Linked DNA regions of Hordeum vulgare: region 1 is linked to region 2. Evidence: chromatin contacts called from public Hi-C data. All regions are on one chromosome and are shown on one strand. The core of a region is the stretch at or near the end of the contact, and the rest is flanking DNA. Distances in the headings are between cores, read along the strand shown.

What was found. A called contact is a pair of places that touch in the nucleus more often than the background predicts.
Region 1: a Hi-C map of seedling shows a contact between it and region 2, with 5 times the contacts expected there. The contact joins the promoter of LOC123439848 here to the promoter of LOC123439837 in region 2. A contact is called at or near these places in 3 of 6 Hi-C or Micro-C datasets (leaf and seedling).

Annotation. Positions count from the first base shown.
Region 1 is chr1H:391,237,457-391,242,446 of MorexV3_pseudomolecules_assembly, reverse strand. It overlaps LOC123439848 (UDP-sulfoquinovose synthase, chloroplastic), which reads left to right and starts at 3,604. Exons shown (of 3, transcript XM_045116499.1): 1 at 3,604-3,808.
Region 2 is chr1H:391,050,729-391,055,807 of MorexV3_pseudomolecules_assembly, reverse strand. LOC123439837 (serine/threonine-protein kinase-like protein At3g51990) reads left to right here and starts at 2,150. Exons shown (of 1, transcript XM_045116490.1): 1 at 2,150-4,688. The coding sequence starts at 2,165. The coding sequence ends at 4,033.

The DNA.
Region 1 (4,990 bases), core at 2,355-4,854, 190 kb before region 2:
ATACACAAAATCGGAATTTCCGAGTTTGAGTATCGGTGCCACCGAGTTTGGTTATCTGACTGTTAGTCATCTTTTCAGTGCCACCGAGTTCTATATATCGGTCTCACCGAGATTCAAAAGTTCACACCTTTAGTACTAGTCGGTACCACCGAGTTGTCCACTTCAGTGTCACCGAGTTTGCACTTTTGTGTGTAACGGTTGGATTTTGGCTGTTGCCTATATATACCCCTTCACCCACCTCTCATTCGTGGGAGAAGCACTCAGAACACACACTTCATTTCCAGATCCATTTTCTGAGAGAGAACCACCTACTCATGTGTTGAGGCCAAGATATTCCAATCCAATCATTTAAAACTTGATCTCTAGACTCCCCAAACTACTTTCCACCAAATCAACCTCTCCTACCCATGCATATTCTGTGAGAGAGTGATTTATGTTGAGGAGACTATCTTTAGAAGCACAAGAGCAATGAGTTCATTGATCTACCACATCTATTACCTTTTGGAGGGTGGTGCCTCCTAGATTGATTAGGTGTCGCTTGGGAGCCTACCACTTCGTTTTGTGGAGTTAAACTAAGATGTTTGTAAGGGCAAGGAGATCGCCTACTTCGTGAAGATCTACCGTGAGTGAGGCTAGTCTTGTGTGGACGGAAGCCGTGGTGGAATAGACAAGCCGCTTCTTTGTGGACCCCTTGTGGGTGGAGCCCTCCATGGACTCTCACAGCCGTTAGCCTCCGTGGGTTGAAGTCCCACTAACAAGGACGTACGATAGCGCCACCGACCGGAACCATGCCAAAAATCACCCTGTCATCCTCATGTGTTTGATCTCCCTACCTTACTCCTCTACTTTACACTTGCATGTTTTACTTTCCGCTGCTATACTCCTAGAACTGCATGTGTAGGGTGACTTAGACTTGTTACAACTGCTAGATTTCTGCTCTCCAAGAAATTAGGTTAGGCCAGATTTTTAATCTTGATAAGTAGTCTATTCACCCCCTCTAGACACATCTTCTATTGATCCCTCAGTCATCAATCACTAAAACCACTAGGGTAGAAATATGCCCTTACACTAGTGTTGTTGCACGGTGTGGTGATGGATAAGCGGTATCACCACACCATGGCGCAAAGCAAGGGTGCGTCGGAGGGGGCATCGACGCCCAATAGGGTTTGTCTGTGGATAAAATCAAGAGAAATGCTCCTAAAATGGTTGAAATCCTACTAAAAGAGATGTTTTGTTCCTTTTCTGATTCTACCTCGAGCTTGTTCGCACGAAAACAATTTCATTGAGGTTTTTTTGTGGAAACGACATCGAACCGACCATTTTTTGTAAACAATTCGGTTCATTGATTTTTCAAAAAATCGGCCGGTTCAATTGATTTTTTACGGTTCAATTTCTCATACGGCCCGCTACACTTTAAAAACCGATGGGATTGCCGGTTTCGGTTTTTTACAGTCTAACCGCTGGTCCAGTCCGGTTTTTAAACTATGAATATATAATCACGGACCATGTGTGAGGTGTTAGAGAAACTCCAACGGGGCGACCCATTTCGTCCGCCGTCGTCCGTTTGGGTTCGTGCGGACAAAAGATGGCCCAACGCGCCGACCCAAACGGACGTGTGTCCACTTTTTGTCCGCGTGCCTACCCATTCTCGGTCCAATTTTGAGCCTGATTTGCATCGATGCGGACACGAAGCAGACGTGCACGACGCGCGCCTACTTCCCTCCCTGGTTCGCAAGTCGACCACAAAGTAGCCACCTTTTCCCCTCCATTTTCCTAGACTCTCCCGCTCGCTCCCGCACCCGCTCCCACCGCCATGGATGACGACTTCGAGGACGCCGCCGCCATCTCCTCAATGGCCTCGTCCGTCGCCGCCGCCGAAGCGAGAGGCAAGGCCCGTGCCCCTTGCGAGGCCGCCACGCCGGTCAAGAAGAAGAAGAAGGAGTTGACGCACGAGGAGTGGGCCATGAAGTCAGCCAAGAGGAAGGGGCAGAGGCACGCGCAGGATGCAAGGGAGAGGCAGCTACGGACGTCGCCTTCGCCGCCACCGCGTAGCAGGAAGAAACCAATGCCTGAGTGAAGGTGGCAACAATGGAGGCCTTGTTGTACCTAGGGGTAAACCCTAGCCATCACGGGCTTGTCAACGCCGCCATTGCTGCGGCCGCGGCCAGCACGGGCTCGTCAGCATATCCTCAAATGATGCTTCCAGAGTCACCGCGCGCATCTTGCATGCAGCCGATTCCCGGCTTCCACGTGTATCCGCAAGGCAGCTGCTTCTCCGGGGAATGCTCGCCGGATGTGAGCATCTTGGCCCCTTCCACGCCCGCGCCGGTGACCATCGACCTCAATGCCGCGCCGGTGGCAGGCGGATCATCGTCAGGAGGCATGAGGAAATGCTGGCGCGAGATGCCAGCCGACATGCTTACTGGAGCCCGTAATCTGTTCGATGAAATGCCGACGGCCGTCGAAGATGACACGACCAACCGTTTCCTCGAGAACATGATCTTCTAAGGTGCACCGACGGCTGGTGCATACGATCCCGATGAGACCCAAAGCCAGGACGACCGAGCGCCATTCACACAAGCCATCAGTGATCCACATGACGCCTTCATGCAGGATGAGGTCGGCCTAGATGGCTTCCCGCTCGACCATGAGTTCCCGGAGGACTACGACCTTAAGGAGGAGGACGATGACATGGACATCGACAGGGAGTCTTTGTTCAAGGAGGAGCTCGCCAACCAAACTATTGCCGAGGTGAAGCCGAAGCGCAAGAGCAAGCGGACGAAGGCATACACGCCAACCGAGAACAAGCTCCTCTGTGAGTGTTCGAGGGACATTGGGCAAGACTCGAAGATCGGCGCCTAACAAAAGTGGTCAGCCTTATGGACTCTTGCGCATCGTGAGTTTTATGAACGCAAGAAGATTCCCCCCTACCAAATGCAAAGCAAGCGTCGATGGCTGTCACTTTCAAAGCGTTGGAGGGTGATTCAATAAGAGTGCAATTGTGCCACCTATGAAAGCATCAAGGCACCCTTCGTGAGTGGCCTCGGCATGCAAGACATGGTATGCATGCCCTCTCATTCCCTTTTGATGCTACATAAAATGGGTTGTCCGTATTGGACGCGCGGCCGACAAAAAAAAAACGGACGGACGCGGAGCGGACGGCTAACCGAAACGGACAAAAAGCGGATAAAACCGCCGTCAATTTAGATCGATCGGTTGAAGTTGCTTTTACTCCCACCATATATATGTGATGGTTATCCGCGTCCACACTTAAAACCGAACAGCGAACCGAACTTTTTAGGCACCGAATTGCCGGTCAGTAGATTTTCTATTGCCCGATCGGTTAGTATTTTCCTTCTAATAAAAACCGAAAAAGGAAAAAGAACGAAGCACGAACCGATTGGCCCGGCGAAACAGAATGCCCAGCCTGGCGACGGCAGGGGTGAGTGGGCGAAGCGATACTGGCTCGTCTCCTGTCGTCTCTGGCCATCGTGGCCGCTCGTGCTGCCGTGAGCGGCCAGGATCTGCCGGAGCGCGCTGCTCGCAGCCGATCCGAATCCCTCCGCCCGAATATCCCACCCCTCCAATCAATCCCCTTTGCCTCTCTCCCGCTGCTTGCCATTGCTATCCAATCCCGCTCTTTGTTTCCTTCGCCACTCTCTCTCTCCCCCTCTCTCTGCCTCGCCCTCCTTCCTCCTCCCCGTCTAACGGCACGGGCAGAGGCGGCTGCTCGCTCGGGTGTCGGCGCCTCAGCCCCGGAGCAGGGCCGGGCGACACGGCCGCAGCGGCAGATTCCTCGAGCAGTCTGGTGAGAAGTCGATTCCTTCCTCGTCCCCATCTCCCTTACGGGTGGGATTTCTGTGCTGGGTCTCTATGTAGAGCCACGCGTTCAGGTGCTAGCTCCATAGGAAGGGGAAATAGGTGGATAATGTCTTACATGCTTGAGTTTGTTTTTGTACCACAAACTTGTTTCTGTGCTGCATATATTCATAATAGGATTTGTGATTATAGACATATAGGAATGGCCACAGTAGGAATATCTGTCAACGCCTTACTTAAACTTGCCCTGATCTTCAGTGATGATAGCCATGTAGAAACCTTTGTTTGTGGTCTGTGTGACGATCATTCGCTTTTGTATGTGCTGTGCAATAGCACAGAAACACCTGGGCCGCTGATTCGGGGAAAATATTTGATCATATTCTGTGCAATTACGCAGAGCATTGGACCTGGCCCAGCACAAATGATTACCAATTGCATTAACTCTTACCTCTTAGGAGGTAAATAGAACGTTACTGATGGTGGTGTGTGTGTGTGGGGGGGGGGGGGGGGGGGGGTTAGTATGGACATTTTTTCTGTATAATCAAGGAAAGAAATTATTATAATGTATGGCCTTCCTTCTAAACCTAGGTATATAAGGAAAAAAAATAGAACTAATTAATGTCAGTTTTTGTTTCCAGTGCATGTTTCATCTTGCCGGAGCTAACCAATAGAAATTCCATAGAATTTGTTTTCAGAAAACACCAAAAATGAATACTACTTGAGAAAAGCACGTCAAAAAAATATCGTTCGTGTTTTAGCAAAGCAACCTTATGTACTAGTGTTCTTGCACTTTTTACGTTAGAGCAGAAAATGTACAATGGAGAACATTTAGTATATTTCTCGCACACAGCAAAAAATCATAAACGTTCGCAGCATAGCATGTGTACATTTTATTTTACTGACTCACTTAGACTGATGTGTATACACGTACTGAAGTTCTTTTTTGCAGGGTACATATTGAAGATTATTGCATTGCTATCTAGACAAATTATAATAATGGGATTTCTAACGTGTGTATTTTTGGGGGATCACATGGATACACATGATATATTACAAGACAACAAATTTTGTCTTCATATGGTAGACACAGTACATAAGGGAGTCAAATGTGAATTTTTATTATATTAAAAGGAGAGGGGGGAATCCTTTAAACATTCCTTTTTTGACAAGT
Region 2 (5,079 bases), core at 901-3,400:
ATGGATGCGGGATCATTAACGCGCGTAGGAAGGTGGTGTTGCCCGACATCCTGGTGACATCGATGACAGGCCTAACAAGACCAATACATCGATACCAATTCTGAAGAGGGGTCGGTGGAAGATGATGATGGCCTCTGAAGCGTGCGCATGCGATGTCCGTTGAGAATACATTGGATCGGTTTGTGTCCTTGACCCGTCATTGGACGACGTGGTTTGGGCCTTCGATTTTGATGTTTGGCTTGGATGTGAGATTAGTGCAGGCGGGCATGATTATGTGCATGCCTTCCATAATTTGATAGACCTATACATTGATATCAATTCTGAAGAAGGATCGGCAAAAGATGATGATGATGGCTTCTAAAGCGTGCACATCAGATGATCGTTGAGAATACATTAGACCGGTTTGCGTCCTCGACTCGCCATTGAACGACTTGGTTGGATCCTTCGGTTTTGATGTTTGGTTTGGATGTGAGGTTTGTGTAGGCGGGCCTGATTATGTGCACGCCTTTTATAATATGATAGATGGATTGTTATTGTCAAGAAAGTGGCTTTAGATTTATTAATATATATATTGTAAAATCTTGATGAATAATTGATAACATGACAGTATGCATCGTCATACGTCTCATGTAGAAGGGTCCGTCTCTTTTTTAAAAATAGTAATACCCCTTATGTTATTTTAGTTCTTCATAACTATAATTATTTAGTAATATGCAAAATCCAGACTTTGGGATTCATCATTTCCTATAATTATTTATCCCTCTCATCATCATTAAGCAAATCCATCACCGTGCGGTTCAAAAGTTACCACTGTCATTGGACGGTTTGGTTGGACCCCTTAGTTTGTTACCATCCCTCTTATCATCATTTCTTATACATTAGACCAGTTTGTGTCTTCGACCCGTCATTGGACGGCTTGGTTGGACCTTTCAGTTTTGATGTGAGGTTTGTGTAGGCGGACCTAATTGTGTGCACGCCTTTCGTAATTTGATAGATGGACCGTTATTGTCTAAGAAGGTGGCTTCAGATTTATTAATATATATTTTACAAAATCTTGATGAATAATTAATAACATGACAATATACATAGTCATGCATCTCATGCAGAGGGGTCAGTCTCCTTTTCAAAAATAGTAATGTTGTTTTTATACCTAAACAATTATAGTTGTCAAGAACTGTTTAATTTTTGGGAAAGTCTTACCTTTCACCGGTTGATCCGCGCGATCCATCCGTCGACCGCTCGTCCGCTGGATCTCGCCTCGACCTAATAACCGTTTTCTGAAACTGGACCGTTGTTTCAGAAACTGGATAGTTGTTTCAGAAACTGGAACAGCGTCTAATCGCGAACTGTTTCCCGAAACTGGATCGTTGTTTCAGAAACTGGACAGTTGTTTCAGAATCTGGAACAACGTGGTGACCAGCTTCCCAGAGGCCGGGAGGCGACGAAGGTCGGCGGGGGAGAGGTACTCGAGGAGGAAGTGGTAGCGGAGCACGTCGGCGAGGTCGGACCCGTGGCGGCCACGAACGCCGAGGGCGACTATGAAAGGTCGGCGTTGGGCACGGCGAGCAGCGTCGGCAAGGACCGTCTGGACGTCGACGACAGCGGCCGGAGGAGCGCCAGCAGCAGCAGCCCCGCCAACGCGAGGAGGACGAGGCACCGCGAGATCTGTCCCCGCATCTATTGTTTTCCCAAACGCGGCTATTGTTTGTGCAACTCGACCTGTGTTTCACGAACTATTGGGTGCAGAACATAGATCGGACGGCTGCACCGATACATCCAGTGGTCGTTGAGGTGGCCCGCCGGTGTACGGGTAGCAGCTCTTTTAATTTTTTATAATTATAATTATTTAGATACAGATGAAGTAATAATAGGAAAAATCGGGATTCTGGGATTCATCATTTCCGATAATTATTTATCCCTCTCATCATCATTAAGCAAATCCATCCCCGTCCTGTTCAAAAGTTTTTACCACCGCCGGTCCGTCCAGTCCGAGTCCCCGACCCAGGCCCCGCAGCCGCGCGGAGACCAAGCGCCCTTCTCCAAAAACCACGCAGCCCCTCCGCGCTACCGTTCCAACACCACACTTGTCTCCTCCTCCCCCCGCCTCGGATCCCCTTTCCGCCCCGCCCCGCCCCGACGGCCGCCTCCGCCCGGCCCATCCCGGATGGGGTACCTCTCCTGCCGGGCGGACTCGTCGGCGGCGACGTGCCGCTCCATCACGGCCATCTCGCCGCTCCCCATCTCGCGCCGCGCCAGGGGCCCCGCCGCCTCGCTGCCGCCCGCCGCCGCGCCGGTGATCGAGCGCTTCGCCTACGACGACCTGGAAGCCGCCACCTCGCACTTCGCCGACGCCGCGCTGCTCGGCCGGGGCAGCCACGGGGCCGTCTACAAGGCCGTGCTCCCCTCGGGCCGCGCCGTCGCCGTCAAGCGCCCCTCCCCGCGCCGCGCCGAGGTGGACAACGAGATCCGCATCCTCTCCTCCGTGCGCGGCCCGCGCCTCGTCAACCTCCTCGGCTACTCCGACCCCGGCCCCGGCCCCGACCCGCTCCGCCGCCCGCGCCTGCTCGTCGTCGAGTACATGCCCAACGGCACGCTCTACGACCTGCTCCACTCCAACCCGCGCCCGCCCGGCTGGCCCCGCCGCGTCCGCCTCGCGCTGCAGACCGCCAGGGCGCTGCGCGCGCTCCACGACGCCGAGCCCGCCGTCATCCACCGCGACGTCAAGTCCGCCAACGTCCTGCTCGACGCCCACCTCGACGCGCACCTCGGCGACTTCGGCCTCGCCCTCCGCATCCCCAAGACGGACGGAGGCGCCGCCAATGCCGCCACGCCGGCGCCCGCGGGCACGCTCGGCTACCTCGACCCGGCCTACGTCACACCGGAGAGCCTCAGCACCAAGACCGACGTCTTCAGCTTCGGGATCCTGTTGTTGGAGATCATGAGCGGACGCAAGGCCATCGACGTTCAGTACTCGCCGCCCTCCGTCATCGAGTGGGCGGTGCCCCTGCTACGCAAGGGGAAGGTCGTCGCGTTGTTTGACCCACGGGTAGCGCCGCCCCGCGACCCAGTCACTCGAAGAGACCTGGCTTCGCTGGCTTTAAGTTGTGTACGGTCCTGCCGGGAGCGACGGCCTTCAATGGCTGACATTGTTGACAGGCTCGTCGTCCTCAGCAAGGCGGTGTCCGCCAAGGTGTGGAACGGGATGGCGGTGGTAGGAAACCCTTGTGCGATCGTTGATGTCCAGAAGACCATCTCCAAGCGAGCTGCTGCATCAGAGAAGGAATCGACTTCAGCATTGGCATTTGATGACGATGAAAAGGAGGCAGATGCAACCTTGGAGGAGCTAGTGCCACTGGTGGGTGCCAAGAAACCACCACGGCCATTGAAGAACGGAAAGGTGTTCTCTGAGGCAGGGGATGGGGAGAGGAGGAATCTCTTGGAGCTGATGGCTCGGATTGATGGTGTTGCAGGCCAAAGATTTGGCATTAGTCGGGCAAGAACAGTGCGCGGCACTAGTGATCTTATGCAAAAGGATGCAGTCTTGATTCTGAGGAGGAACCAAACCGTCAGAGTGGTTGAATCAGAGGCACTCGGTAAAATTGATAGGGTTTCACATTTAGATGCAAGCATCAAGCATAAAACAGTGAAAGAACATGAGAAGGCAGGGAAAATCCAAGACAAGGCAGATGAAATTCAAGAGAAAGCAGAGAAAATCCAAGATAAGTCGGATGGAATGCAAGAGAAAGCAGAGAAAGTCCAAGAGAATGAAGGCAAAATCCAAGAAAAGCTAGGGGAAACCCTTGACAAAGCTGAGAATATCCAAGAAATTACGGTGCAAATCCTTGACAAAGCTGAGAAAATCAAGGAAAAGACGAGGCAGATCCTCGACAAAGCTGAGAAAATCCAAGGCACGCCGGAGAAAGTCCAAGAAAATGAAAGAAAAATCCAAGAGCACACAGAGGTAGTCCAACACAATGCGGAGAAGATCCAAGACAAAGCAGAGAAGATCCAATGCAAGTTGAAAGAAAGTTAAAATTACAAAATTATTCTTGAGGCCAGCTTAATGAATTATTGTTGGCAGTCCATCTCAAGGACAAATGGTCATGAAGTCATGAGGTACCACCAATCCTATTCTTCTGGTGCTGGCATGGTAATATCTGTTCTATCCAAATAGAGTGGCCTGGCTGTGACTCGTGATGATTTACCAGTAAGACCTTGGAATTCAAATCCTAGCTACGTGGTCCGTGGGTTGCAGCATTACTACTGTGCCAGCAATGTTATCAATCAAGGTCACATGGTACTGGCACTGTCAAAACTCTGAAGCCTGAACGACAGCACAGTCCAGTACGTCATGAGATGATGATAGAGCACTTGGGTGCTGTTAATGCAGTTCACACTCCATGTAAGCAACTGATGTTCATTTTGCTGCTTCAGATCAAATCATGTGAAGCTTCAAAATGACCATCCGTTGAAGGCATGCCTTTGGTCCAAATAGATTGTTGTTGTAGCTTTTGTGCAGCTTCCTTGATTCTTTTCCCTGTGTCTGCATACAAGAGTCACCAAGTGCTCCATTGATTTGTATGTATAAGCAGGACGGCAGATGAAGTGGATGTTAAGAGGAAAAAAAATATTTTGACATTTCCATCTTCAGAAGGTACATAAAGAACTGCCACCCTGCTGTGCTCTTACTCTTCCATGTGCTAGGCGTGCTACAGTTATATACTGCTGTTGGCACTGCTGTATTTTATTGCTTGTGTCGACCAATACCTCTTCAAAAAACGAGCAGCTGCAGTGTGTCGTTACTTTAGGCTGTGAGTAACCGTACTATTCAAATGAAGGCTCTAGGAGAATTTCTCGTCATATTGGGGAAGAAATAATTCAACCATTGTGTTCATTAATACGTACTGTACTTCATTGTCCCTGTTGCTGCATGAGTGATAAGGCATAGTTTCCACAAATCTATTGTGGAGTACGTTTAACCTTTACAAGTGTTCTGTTTGGTTTGAAGAACGAATCACGAATGAATGGATGGTGGCTAGTCTTTTCTTCAGCATCCTTGGACAGATTTTGATCGGGCGC